Linked DNA regions of Sus scrofa: region 1 is linked to region 2. Evidence: chromatin contacts called from public promoter capture Hi-C data. All regions are on one chromosome and are shown on one strand. The core of a region is the stretch at or near the end of the contact, and the rest is flanking DNA. Distances in the headings are between cores, read along the strand shown.

Region 1 (7,674 bases), core at 3,490-5,989, 630 kb after region 2:
TTAATACTGAAAAACACACAGGAAAATGGTCAAAAGATTATGTTTCATCACTGGTGGAATGTTAGCCATCAAAATGATAATTATGAAGACTTAGTAGAAAAAGGGAAAGCTTTTTGTGTGTAAAGTTAAATGAAAAGATGAGACAACAGTTTGATATGGACAAAAACTAGGAGACAGTAAAATATCACCTCTTCAAAAAGCATCCTCCCTTCCCCAAACCCTGCTCTCCTTACTCTATTCTTTCCCAGAAAACAATCTACCCTTAATGTTTTTAACTACAGAACTCACAGTTTTGTGATATTGTGATATAATGAGAAATATGCATTTGGCCTCTGTCCCCGGTTTCAGGCACAGAGCTTCTAAAACTCTTGTAATTTCCTGAGTGATGAGGAGGGGAAAGGAGGGTTTTTCGTTATTCACAAGCCCCTTCCAACCACACCTGCGTTCATATCAAGGAGGTGACTCTGGGAGGTTGGAGGCTGGTAGCAGAGGAGCCAACCCTGTGATTAGATGGTTGGATCTTGAGGTACCACTTCCTTATTCCAAGGACTTGAGGCATAAGGGTCATTTTGACACAGGATGTTGGATCCAAGGAGGGCAGAGACTGGGAGTTGAGTTCAGTCATGGTGGCCGATGTTCTACTCAATTTTGCCTGTGTAATAAGGCCTCCAGAAAAACCAATTTACATTTCCACTAACTTTGTATAAGTGAGTTTATTTATTTCATATATATATATATATATATATATATATATATAAATTTTTGGAATATAGTTGACTTAGAACACTGTACTAGTTTCAGGTGTATAGCAAAATGAATCTGTTATAAACATACACATATCCATTCTTTTTCAGATTCTTTTCCCATATAGGTTATTACTCAGTATTGACTAGATTTCCCCGTGCTATACAGTAGGTCCTTGTTACTTATACATTTTGTATACATTAGTGTGCATATGTTAACCCCAACCTCCTAATTTCTCTCTCCCCCCAACATTTCCCCTTTGGTAACCATAAGTTTGGTTTCAAAATCTTTGAGTCTGTTTCTGTTGTAAGAATAAGTTTTTTTGTTTCTGTTTCTGTTGTAAGAATAAGTTTTTTTGTATCATTTTTATTAGATTCTACATATTAGTCATCTCATATGATATTTGTCTTTCTCTGACTTCACTTACTATGGCAATCTCTAGGTCCATCCATGTTCTGTAAATGGCATTCTTTTATTCTTCTTTTATGGCCGAATAATATTCCATTGTGTATATGTACCACATCTTCTTTATCCAATTCTCTGTTGATGGACATTTAGGTTGTTTCCATGTCTTGGCTCTTGTAAGTAGGGCTGCGATAACCATTGAGGGGCAAGGATCTTTTCTTCTTCATGTATTTATTATGCTTGAAATCTATTTGGTCCCTAAATATTATGTATTCTTATTAGACTATAGAATAGTGTCCTTCTATTCTATAGAAACTGCTTTTGTTATTTATTTATTTATTTATTTTTGCCTTTTCTATGGCCGCGCCCACGGCATATGGAGGTTCCCAGGCCAGGGGGTCTAATCAGAGCCGTAGCCATCGGCCTACGCCAGAGCCACAGCAACGTGGGATCCGAGCCACGTCTTCGACCTACACCACAGCTCACAGCAAAGCTGGATCCTTAACCTGCTGAGCAAGGCCAGGGATCGAACCTGCAACCTCATGGTTCCTAGTCGGATTTGTTAACCACTGAGCCACGACGGGAACTCCTGCTTTTGTTAATTAACATCAAGGACAAGGTGCTGAGAAATGTTCTCTAAAACAATAGATTGGCAGAAACTTTGCTGTTTGAAATTATATCATTGTGGATGAAACATCCCATTCTTGCTGAAGGACTTGAGGCATAAGGGTCATTTTGACACAGGATATTAAATCCAGGTACAAAGCTTTAGATAAGTTTTCAGCCCAACATTCCATATTTATCTTAATTTTGAGATTTCCAAAGAAAGAGAACCCTGGGTTTGCTATTCAGCTTAGGATGAAGCATGATATTAATACTTACACACAGCCCTGCTCTGCTTTGAGCATATCAAAACACAGCTTTACTGAAATATTAGCAACACTCAACCCTTCTTTATAATTCAATCATGTCCCTATTCTCTTTTGTTTGGTGAGATGGTTCAGGTTCCTCTGGAGGGCAGTTTGCCTCTCAGTAAGTTAATAAACCTCACCCTGTGGACCTTAGATGTGTTCCTAGGGGTCACTATTGAATGGCCTCAGCAATTTTTAACTGTAGGTTCTTGCATGGTCGGGCCACTCAAGATGACTGTTCTCTTGCTCTCTATACGTCCTCTGCTTGAACTGATTCACCTTCCTACATACTTGCCCCTGCCCCGGCTAGTGACAGTTCTCATCTTTAGATCAGAACATCTCCACCAGAATAGCTTATCAAACAGGTGGTGAGGGGCGTGCCCATCTGGTAGTTTCTCTGGTAAGTGATGAGTCAACTTGACATAAATTCCCCCTAACTGGTAACACCCCCCTCCTCCAGGTAGCAAAGACTGCTGCCATATCCTGCCTGCTGTCTGCCACACATGGTGGGGTGTCACTCCAGGACCTTGGGTCAGACATGTGCGATCCCCCACCCATTAAACCATTGCTGTCGCTGGGCTTTCTTCAGCCTTGGAGCTGGGCAAGAACAGGGCTTGCAGACCTGCAGGGTGCAGCCCAACAGTCCTACTTCTGAAAAAAACAGGAAAAGTCCTACTCCATACCCTTCGATAATTTCTTTTAAAAACAAGATGGAGGTACAATCACTATGGAAAACAATGCGGAGGTTCTTCAGAAAACTAAAAATAGATTCCTGTATGATCCAGCAATCCCATTCCTGGGCATATGTCTTGACAAAACTATAATTCAAAAAGATATATGCATCCCTATGTTCATTGCAGCACTACTGGCAGTAGCTAAGACATGGAAGCATCCTAAATGGCCATCAACAGATGAATGGATTAAGAAGATCTGGTACATATACACAATGGAATACTACTCAGCCATAAAAAAGAATGGAATAATGCCATTTGCAGCAATGTGGATGGACCTAGAGGTTATCATACTAAATGAAGTAAGTCAGAAAGAGAAAGGCAAATACCATACAATATCACTTATATGTAGGATCTAATATAGGGCACAAGTGAACCTATCTACAAAACAGCAACAGACTCACAGACATAGAGAAGAGACTTGCAGTTGCCAAGAAGGAGAAGGGAGGGGGTGGGAAGATCTAGGAGTTTGGGGTTAGTAGATGCAAACTATTACATTTAGAATGGATAAGCAATGAGGTCCTACTGTATAGCACAGGGAAATATAGGCAATCTCTTGGGATAGATCATAATGGAAAATAATATATTAAAAAAGAAGGTAAAAACAAGGTGGATTTTCATCTATCTGTAACTTAAGTCCTACCCAATAAACCAGATTAATAGTCATGATCATTTCTGCTTTCAGTTCCTCCAAAATTCCAAGCCAGTTGGAATTGCTGACTGAAGAAAAACACACAATCTAAGTCGCAAGTTAAGTTTTATTCAAGGAATTTACTGAGGACTATAGCCCCAGACCCAGCCTCTCGGGTAGCTCAGAGGACCTGCTCTGAAGAGGTAAGGGAGGAGTCAGAATATATAGGATTTTTGGCTGAATACAAACAAACCATGTAGTCACGTGTCAAAATATTACAGCTAATCACAAAAATCAGACATCTAAATGATTTTAGCGCTTTTTTGTGTAAGGGAAGATGCAAGATTCTGGCTCATTGAAATTATTACTTAGATATGCATCTTAACTGGGCCAGTATCCTCTTTTTCTCCTTCCTGAATCCCTCTAGGGTGCACCATCCGGGTGGCTGCAGTGGCTGATGACTTGACGGCAGGCAACATTCACTTTACTGGAATGGTGGCTGCAGTGGCTGATGACTTGACGGCAGGCAACATTCACTTTACTGGAATGGAAGGCAGCATTCTTTGTTTACTGAAATGGCCGTCAACATTTTTTTTTTTTTTTTTTTTTTTTTTTTGGTGCACAGAGCGGCTGTTTCCTCTGAATGGAAAACTCCCCATATCTTTGCAGGGGGCTGGGGTGTGCGTGCTCAAAGGTCACTTTCTCCGAGTTCTCTCTGACCAATCCCATCTAAAGCAGATTTCTCTCCCCACACTTCCCCACTCCCACGCAGTCACTCTATCCCCATCTTCCTAATTTATTTGCCTTTTTCTCCTTATCTCTTTAAATTGTTCAATTATTTGTTCATTCACTGTTATTTTTGTTAGTATGTAAGCTCCAGGAGAGAAGGTACCACAACGACTCTGCTAGTTGCAGCACCTCTGGTGTCTAGAACCCTATGTCGCACTTGGTAAGCTCTCAATAAACATTTGCGTAACGAATGAACAAAGAGGAACTACATTGTACTTTGCCTCCTCCTTTCCCTTTGACTACCCTACAAAATGTACCCACCTGGATTATAAATCAGGCAGGAACCCGGTAGAAGGCATTCAGCCTCGCCATTGGCTGGAGTATTTGTCGTTGCTCCCGGCAACCACTGTTTTCCACCAGTCGTGTTGTCGCCCCGCCTGGCCCCGCCCCCAAGCTCCGAACTTCCTTCCAGTGGTAAAAACCTGCTAGCTCTTTAAGCGGCGGGACTTCTGGTTAACGTCGTCTGCGGCCTCCGGAAGGGGAAGTTCGCCGCCGAACGCTCCCTCGCTCGTCCGAATTCGGTGGCGCCACGTCCGCGGGTCTCCGCCTTCTGCACCGGGGCTGGGGCGGCTCCGCCTCGACACCTTCCACTCACCCAGGAGGCCGCGTCGGAGGGGGCCGGGACCGGGAGTCGGACGGCTGTGCACATCCCGGCCACGACGAGGCGAAGATGTCGGACATCGGGGACTGGTTCAGGAGTATCCCGGCTATCACGCGCTATTGGTTCGCCGCCACCGTTGCAGTGCCCTTAGTCGGCAAACTCGGTCTCATCAGCCCGGCCTATTTCTTCCTCTGGCCTGAAGCCTTCCTTTATCGCTTCCAGGTATTGACCGGCGATGGGGGAAGTGGAAACTACAGGCCCCAGGTGGCCCCGCAGCGGCGGAGCGTAGACCCGCCGGTTGCGGACGCGCGGTGTCTGGTGGGATTTGTAGTGCGGCGGCTCCAGGGGTTTAGGGCGGGGTCCTGTGGCCCAGGGATAAGGTGGAGGCAAAGGAGTCTGAGCCTGGGCCTGGATAGCTGGAGGCGTGGAGAGTCCTCGGTTTGGCCCAATGGAAGGGGACCGATTTCGCCATGCTGTTAAGTCTGTGCTCCCCGCCCTCTGTACCCAGAGAAGGCGGCAGTGGGGAAGGTAAGTCTAATACTTGTCAGTCTGTCGGAGGCCAGTGATTAGCAGCCTGGGGCCACCTGGAGTATGGCCCTCTGAGCTCCCTCTGCCACCCACGTGGATGGCATGTGGACCACGGCTTGCCCAACAGCCAGCTGAGTCTTTTGTATGTTGATGGCGTTTCTTCCCTGGCAGGAGTGATTTGAAGACAGAGGTGCGAAGAGTGAGTTTGTTTATTTGTGTGTCTCCTTGGCTCTGGCAGGTAGTAGTTGAATTTATAAAGGACTGAGTAAAGAGTAAATTGCTCCAGAAATGGAAGGCCCTGTTTGTTTTTGTCTTGGTTTTTTCTTAAGCATGAAGGAAACAGCCCAGAGTAACATTCCTGACAAGAGAATATTAGTTTTCTGGAGGTTATCTTTATTCACTGGATTCTGTGATTTAAATCTTTCATCAGACCTGACCTGGAGGCAGGTCAGATACCAAGATCAGAAATTAATTTCAACACATCCTTTGGACTTTGTTTAACACTCTTTTGTCTTTGCAGTCGTCACTGGCCATTTCTTAGTCTCCCTTGCTGGTTCCTTACCTTCCTGACCTTTAAATGTTGTGATGTGCCCCAGGACTCTTCAGAGTCTCCCTAGCTGTAGGTGATCTCATTTAGCTTAATGGCTTTAAATAATTTCTATAAACTGAAGATTCTCAAATACAAATACACCTCTTTGTCCAGAGCTGTCTCACTTCCAAACTTGTACATCCAGCTGTAGACTTGAAATTACCACTGAGATGACTAATAGACAAATCAAACTTCATGAGTGTAAAACAATGCCCTTTTCGCTGAAGTAAATAGCAACTTCAGCATTGCAGGAGCTTAAGCTAATAGTCATGGAGTCATCCTTGACGTCTCAAACATCCCACAGTCTCTTAGCAGATTTACTTCAAGTAAATATTCAGAATACAGTCCTTTTTTGTTCTCCAATGCAAGCCATTGTCATACCAGCCCTGTTCCTTTCAGTCTTTTCTCTACAGAGCTAGAGTGATCCTCTTAGAACATAAATCATGTTCTGTCAGTCCTCTGCCCAGAGGCTCTTTTTTTTTTGGCTGCACCTTAGCCATCTGGAAGTTCCCAGGCCAGGGATTGAACCTGTGCCACAGCTGCGGCAGTGCCAGATCCTTAACAATCTGCTCTGCCCCACGGGAACTTCCTGTCCAGAACCTTTTAATGTTTTCTCAACTCAGCCAGTGAAGCCCAAGTCTTTTCAGTGGCCTGCAAGGCCCCCTGCTGCTTCTCGGACCTCATCTCCTACTGTTCTCCATCTTGTATATATTAGGCTCCACAGTGGAATCCTTGATGTTTCTTCAGCACCTCACTCCATCCCTCCTCAGGGCCTTTGCACATGTTGTTTTCCAGCTTGAGGAAGACAGCTGTGGTTTACAAGCCTTACCTCCTTTAAGTCACCCCAACTGCCACCTTGTTGGCACGGCCTTATCTGATTGCCCTCCATGAAAATGTACCCCTTCTTCACTCTGCCTCCCTTAATTTTTCTTGCTACATAGCACTGCTTGATGTTAGCTCACTTCAGAGAATAAAGCTCCATGAGAGCCACTTGTCTTGTTTATCACTGTCTTTGTTACCTAGAATAGTGTTTGGCATGTAGCAGGTGCTTATATATTGGTTGAATGCCTGGAAATAATTGAGTACTTGCCAGTGCTGGGCACTGGGGGTACAGGAGTGAATAGCACAGGAAAAGTCCCAGCTCCTATGAAGAAAACAAGAGAGAGGCATGTGACGGAGAGCGACTTTGATAGAGTGTTCCAGAAAGGCCTCAGAGAAGCTATGTGAACTGAAACCTGAATGATGAGCTTCGGGTAGACCTGGCTCTGGGGCCAATCTTCCAAGAAGAAGGACTAGAAAGTGAAAGTCTTAGAAGCAAGAATTAGACGGCTGTCAGGATGAGGATTGGTAGATGAAGACAGAGCGATAGCTGGGGTGAGAGCACTAACCTGAAGATGGAAGGTAGGCTGGGGCTGGATTGTATAGGGCTTTGTGAGTTTGAGCTTTATCTTAAAGACTGTCGACTAGAAAGGACTGGAAGATTGCCTTGACTGCTCTGGACTTGGTGTGTAAGTGGGGGAAAGGGGAGCTGGCTAACAGGATAGGAGACATAAGCTAAGTTAGGGAGCAGGAGAGATGGTGGTTTGGACCAGCATGACTGTGAAGAAGGACGTGGATAGATTTGGGCGTTGGAGTGGACAAGACTGTAGCTGCATGGATATGAAGGGTTAATGGACAAGATGTAGCCGAATGGATATGAAGAGTGCATGGGTGAAGGGAGCAGGACTCAGGATGTCATGGCTTTC
Region 2 (6,925 bases), core at 2,598-5,097:
CCCATCTTTTACGTAGCACCAAAGCCAGAATCAGTACTTAAGATATTTAGAGGGCCCAAAATACTAGGCTTTCTGTAAATCTTTCAGAGTCTTCTCTAGCTCTACTGCCAAATCAAAGTCTCTTTCTCAAAGAACACACACACATACACACACACACCACACACACACACTCTCACTCAGACCACATAGCAGACAATTGGCTAAAATCTTAGCAACTCCCAAATTTGAGGATTTGCTCTTCTGTTTCAAAATAAGTCCCTTAATTTATCTTTACAACAATTTTCTCCCTTTAAAACTTTGCTCCTGGTAACTCCAGGATAAAAAGTGTAAGTCAAGCCACTTACACAAAATATAAGCGTCCAGAGTTCCTGTCGTGGTGCAGTGGTTGACGAATCCAACTAGGAACCATGAGGTTTCGGGTTCAATCCCTGGCCTTGTTCAGTGGGTTAAGGATCCAGTGTTGCTGTGAGCTGTGGTGTAGATTGCAGACGCGGCTCGGATCCCTCGTTGCTGTGGCTCTGGCATAGGCCGGTGGCTACAGCTCCAACTCAACCCCTAGCCTGGGAACCTCAATATGCCGCGGGAGCAGCCCAAAAAACGGCAAAAAGACGAAAAAAATATATATATAAGGGTCCTCATTATTTGTACGTTAATTAGAGAATACAGCATCTATGAAACATCTAAGTCTTTTTGCAAGTCATTAAGTAATGACTGGTCCACGTGTGTGCACAAATAACTAAAAACTACAATAAAAGCTGATTTTATTCTTCACTACCCATGTATATAAAATATAACTGCTTTGTTCACAAAGATCCTTTGGCTTCTCTTCCACTCCTATCCCAAATTTCCCACCATCCAAAAAAAACCAAAAAAACCAAAAAACCACAAAAAAAACCCCGATGCCTCTAGGAGGAGGCAACTAAGGAAAGGTCATTTTACTCTGAGCCAGTGGTGACCCTGCAGAAATACTGACCAGGTCTGACAAATGGAGTTGCCTGCATATAAAATGAACTGTAACAGATGGAGTGAAATAGGAACTGGCTGTAAAACACCCACTGTGCATCAGATTATACCAAAAACATAAGGAATTCTTTCTAAAGCTTTTGCTCCAACAAACCCCAATCCATTGTGCAGCCCCCCCAAATACATAGATTTTTAATTAAAATTGACCTTCCTTGGATTATACAGAACCTCATCATAAGATATCCCTTAAAATAAAACAACTGTAAATTGTTTTGAACATTGATCTGAGGATCAATCACTCCAGATTTAGGTCAGGGAAACCTTTGTGAAAAGTTAACATTTGGGATTCAAAAGGAAGCAGCAAGTAATCTATAGAGACAGGTAGTGATAGCACTGGGATTTTATTTTACTTTATTTCATTTTGTCTTTTTAGGGCCCCACCTGAGAAAGCTCCCAGACTAGGGGTCTAATCGGAGCTACAGCTGCTGGCCTGCGCCACAGCCACAGCCACACCAAATCCGAGCTGCATCTGAGACCTACACCACCACTCATGGAAACACCAGATCCTTAATCCACTGAGCAAGGTCAGGGATGGAACCCGCATCTTCATGGAAAGTAGTCGGGTTCGTTACCACTGAGCCACCAAGGGAACTTCTGGATTTGCATGTTAGAAACCTCACCCCAGTACGGTATGAAGAATGGATAGGAGGGTCCTTTTCTGAGGGCAAGAGACCAGACAGAAAGCCGATGCAGAAATCCAAGGTGGAGCTTGACCTAGGAAAACAGCGCAAGGCTAGCGAGAGTCCATGAAGTAACCTGTACAAATTAGTTCTGCAACACCTTCCACAAGAGGAAGCTTATTCTAAGCTAAAATAGTAATTTTTAAGATCTTACCAGAAAAAAAAAGTTTAAATTGTCACATTTGTACCTAGTTATAACACTGTTCTGACATTATTTTTAATAGTCATGAAATTCTTTTGCCACACTAATTAGGATCGATTATTCCTGTTGGACGTAATAAAATCATCCATCTCTCTTCTATTATGCTACATTTATTTTTGTGAAAGGAAGGGCAGAGAAAATATGGAAACAAAGAAGGATTGTTGACTCTTCCATATGCCATATGCCACAAAACTCTAAAAACAAAGTGTCCATCAAAGCCCTCATTCAAGCTTAACAAGAGAAACTTATTCCTTCAGGTTTCGACCTTCTTCTTCCAGTTCAAGATTAATGCCACATAGGCAGTCATTGCCACCTGAGAATTCTGAGTTCCTCAATGTATCTTTCCACTTTCTTGTGCTTTTGATTCCTTAAAGTCAAAGCATCTTCTCTGCCACAAGATGCATCACCAGAAACTTAAATTATTCAGTTTTTGGAATTAAAACCCCACGCTGGGAGAGGACACAAAGTAATAATTTTACACCATCATCACCACCACCCCCAGGACCCAGCACCAATGAAAAACAGAATTTCACTCTCAATCAAGTAGAATGGCAGGAACTTGAGGGTCAATCTTTGACCGGAGAACAATGCCTTCCATAAAGTACATAACACTCCCGTCATTAGATTGACCACCACCTGCTATATTACGTGTATTATTCAGTTACTTGTTTACTGTCCTCTTTCCTTACTAAAACGTAAGCTCCAGGAAGAGGGGGTTTCCTCTTGTCTACTGCTGCAAATTACCCTCACCTAAAACAAGGCATAGTACATAGTAGGTGTTCAATAAACATCTGTAAAACAATGGAGGAAAAAACGCGACACTCAAGTATTTGAGAATTACCTCTCAGACAAAAGCCTTTTGTCATTCTCTTCTTGAAAGATCTCTAATAAACCCATCCTGTTGAGAGGATTAAGTCCAACAAAACAAAATACAAAAGTCTTTCAAAATCTGGCCCTGACTGCCACCACCCCCACTCACGAAGCCCCACCTCCAAACAAATCAATACAGCTACACCTCCAGGCTCGGTGGTAGGAAGTCGCTCACTACTCTCTCAAAACACGCTCTCACTCGTCCGCGCTTTTTAAAATGACATTCCCTCTCCCTGGAAAATCTTCCAAGTCTCTTATCTAGCCATCTCTTCTTCGTCCTTTAAGGCCCAATTTAAATGCCTCCTCTACACATCCTCTTGACACTCCCTGGACAATGTGACTTCCTCCTCTGTGCGTTCGCATATACACTTATGCAGTTTCGTGTAAGCTGCTATCACTCTGTAAATGTATTCATTTATTTCTAGACCCTTTCCCAACATCCCGAAATTCTGGAGGTCAAGGGCCGTGCTTTAATTAGCTTAAAGGTGCCTAGCCCAGTGCCTGGCTGAACCGAGAGTGCGTGCAAAGTCGCGAAGCCAGTCCAGTGGACACCATTCCATCCCATTTCGCAACGGCCCTATCCTGCCCCTGTGGCCCTGGGAGCGTCCCCTCCTCACCCCTGGGCTGCAGGTTAACCCTGGCGAGGGGAAGGCCAGGAATCAGCCTAGAGGCGCCAGCCACGGCCACGGGGCGCGGCGAGCAGATGCCGGCGAGGCGGGACCCCGGCCCCAGGTTCCATACCTGCCTCACGTTGGCCGGCAGCTTGCTCCACGGGTAGTTGTGCCGGATGTGGAACTCCACGTCTATGTTCATGATGCCGGGGGCCCGGGCGGGCGGCAGCGGCCGGGACCGCGGCTGGAAGGACGCCTCCCGCCTGCCCGCCCTCGGCCTCCCAGGAGCCCGCGGGAGGCCCCGCGCCTCAAACTGCGGACGGCCGGGGCTGCCCCATGGCCAGGGCTCCCGACGACTCGGCGCGGCCCGGGCCACGGGGCACGCGAGCAACGAAGAGAGGTGGCCAGAAGCCTCGGCGGCTCCAAGTTTCTTCCTAGTTTCAGCCCGCCGGAAATGGCTTCGAGGTGCGTCACTTCCGCCCGCCAGCGAGGGGCTGGGGGGCGGAGCCCGGGGTTCCAGCCCCGCCCCCTCCACACTGGGGTCTGGCCTGAGTAGATAGAGCCGCAAGGTGCTCAGGTATGGCTCGCCCACCCGCGCACTCCCTGTGCCTCTGTCAGTCTCTGGATGAATTAATTGGGCTTGCATTGTACCATTGCTGGATGACCGACTTGCCCTCAAATGTGAGCCCAGCAGCAGGCAGTTACAGGCGCTGGGGTGGGCTGCCCGAGAAGGAGAGACTTGGGAAGGGGGGGCCATAGCTAACTTAGAAGTGCGGGAGCTGTGGGCCCTAGCTCTCCATAGCCAACCCTGAACCGAGGCCGGGTGGGCAGGGCCCAGGCTCAGGAAGGAATGTTCAAGACAGAGCTTTACTCCCAGTAGAGGCGTAGGGCAGAGGTCTAATGACCCTTCACCTCCTGAAAGTTGCTGCATCTTGTGAAAGAGAAACGTTGCGCTCTAAGGTTCCCATTTAACCCCATTCTCCCCAACCCCTGAACACACACACACACTTTTGGCAGATCGAGTTTCACTCAACTAGTGTAAACTATCAGAATATAGAAGTCGTTACTATTCTGCATTATAACTCTTTGAAAATGTAGTCCTTTCATATATCTTTGTTTAAAGTGAATTTGCCCCAAGGATTCATTTTTCACAAAGGTACTTACACCATGAGTCTCCTGATTGGTTGGTTTCATTCATCTGAAATAAAGATATGAGAAGAAACTTCCATGGTCATATGTTTCAACACCAAGAAATATACCTATTGATCCATGAGGGCAGGCGTTACTCTCCTTCTTATGGTCATTATCCCAGTCGTAATCCATTCACCAGACCGCTTTCAAAAAGGGTTCTTCAAATCACCTGAAGATACCAATTCATGTGAAATACTTCTTTTTGTTACTCCAATTAATGTTATATGAGTTACAGGTTTGTATTGATAAATAAGTAAGTTTTCTGTTAAAAAGAAAAAAAAACAAAGGTTCAAATTCTTTAAGTGTAGGGATTCAGCTAAAATGTTAAACAGCTGGTGCTCACATGGGGAGGCCCTAAGGGAATCTAGGAGATAAAGATTCTTGGGCACAGCCTCTTGTTTCTGCTTCTGCTCCATGCTGCAACCTCCAGTCACTTTTTAATGGCAGATCAAGCCTGCTTTAATTTCAGTTCTAGTGAGAATGTCTTTGGGGACCCTTTCGTCCAGAATTTGTTACACTGGCTTAGCAAACCCATGATCATTGTTACTGGCAAGCAACCATAGATGAATTCAGTATTTCTGTGATTACATTTGTTTATTCTTTTTATTTGTTTTCTTTTTATGGCTGCAACTGTGGCATATGGAGGTTCCCGGGCTAGGGGTTGAATTGGAGCTGCAGCTGCAGGCCTACACCACAGCCACAGCAACATAGCCTCCAAGCCACGTCTGTGACCTACACAGCAGCTTGCAGCAAGGCCAGATCCTTAACCCACTAAGTGAGACCAGGGATGGAACCCACATCCTCACAGATACTATATTGGGTTCTTAACCCATTAAGCCACAACGAGAACTCTTACATTTCAGTTTAAACAATGGTTTTTAAATAATATTTTATTACACTTGACAGATCTATACTCAGAACTTTTTATGATGCCTAGAGCACAGCTCAGCAGCTGGCCAGTCTGATATGTGGCCGGGACCTTATGTAATATATTTGGTATATTGAAACGAATATGGTCCATGCTGCTCTTCACATATGCATTGGTCTCAGGTTGTGTCAACTATAAAGAGCCCATCACTAAATGCTTAGAATCCTATGTCTACAGACCTTCATTGTCATAGCTAAAATTAAAGGAACTCTGATCATGAGATGTTTATTCAACAAATATTGTTTACCTGCCTTTTATGTATTAAACCCTTGGCTTATAATAGGTTGTCATTGCTCACAACCTTATAAAAGAATACCACTCTTACGATCGTGATTTAACAGAGGAGGAAACCGAGGCTTGGCTGGGCTGCCTGACCTGCTCACAAGATCACACAGGCGGTAGTGACGGAGCCAAACTGGAGCCCAAGGTTCCTTTATGCCAGAGCCACCCTTTCAGCTCCTCAGTTCAGGCTCTCTCTGAACTGTTCTGCCTGCTATTCCAATTCAGACACTGTTCATTTAAAATCAACAACATAAATCCCCCTCAAAATTTTTTTTAATACTTAAGTGTAGAATGGAGTTCCTTTCGTGGCACAGTGGTTAACAAATCTGACTAGGAACCATGAGATTGCAGGTTCGATCCCTGGCCTTGCTCAGTGGGTTAAGGATCCGGCATTGCCGTGAGCTGTGGTGTAGGCTGCAGAGGTGGCTTGGATCCCATGTTGCTGTGGCTCTGGTGTAGGCCAGCGGCTACAGCTCTGATTCGACCCCTAGCCTGGGAACCTCCATATGCCATGGGAGTGGCCCTAGAAAAGGCCAAAAAAAAAAAAAAAAAAATTAAGTGTAGAAGAACTCATATTCTTCCAGAGTCTAACTTTGGCTTAATTCAGCGTAAGCAACAACAAAAATTAAATTAACATAATTTTTAAATCCTTGTAACCCACTGTTTAGGGAATTATCGCAGTCAAACAGGAAAGTGCCTGCTAATTCATCATTTTTATCAACAAATATCAGATATAGTGTGGATACATCAAAAACTACAGAAGTAGATAGGGCTGGTGAAAATGAACTTACACCCGCTAAATCAAAAAGACACAGACCTTTGGAAACTTGACCACGAAAAAAACATGCTAACTCAGTAAGGAGCTGAGAAAGGCAGAAATCTGAAGGAGGAAAAGGTAATAGATCAAAGCGACGTATGGGAAGAATCTAAACAACAAGCTCTTCCATGTGGGAACTGGTGACAGAGTTTGACTTGTGAAAAACAGGGTTCTCATCAAAACCCTATCTCCCTTGTTTCCCCCAAGGTGTCCAGTCTTTGAGAGATGGGAAACGAAGCAGTTCAGAGACTGCAGGCTAATCTCAGGGCTCAAAGACCCCTCTTCTGGGAAGTTCAGGAACAGAACTGCTCCCTCAAACAC

Evidence for each region. Promoter capture Hi-C pulls out the DNA fragments that hold promoters and counts their contacts.
Region 1: a contact with region 2 is called in a promoter capture Hi-C map of fetal liver, with 2.2 times the contacts expected there. The contact joins the promoter of DERL1 here to the promoter of FAM91A1 in region 2. A contact is called at or near these places in 2 of 5 promoter capture datasets (fetal liver and fetal skeletal muscle) and 1 of 2 datasets of contacts at active chromatin or transcription factors (alveolar macrophages).

The regions. Positions count from the first base shown.
Region 1 is chr4:16,305,668-16,313,341 of Sscrofa11.1, forward strand. It overlaps DERL1 (derlin 1), which reads left to right and starts at 4,740. Exons shown (of 8, transcript NM_001244479.1): 1 at 4,740-5,034. The coding sequence starts at 4,882.
Region 2 is chr4:15,677,979-15,684,903 of Sscrofa11.1, forward strand. FAM91A1 (protein FAM91A1) reads right to left here and starts at 3,848. Exons shown (of 24, transcript XM_003354982.5): 1 at 3,517-3,848. The coding sequence starts at 3,588.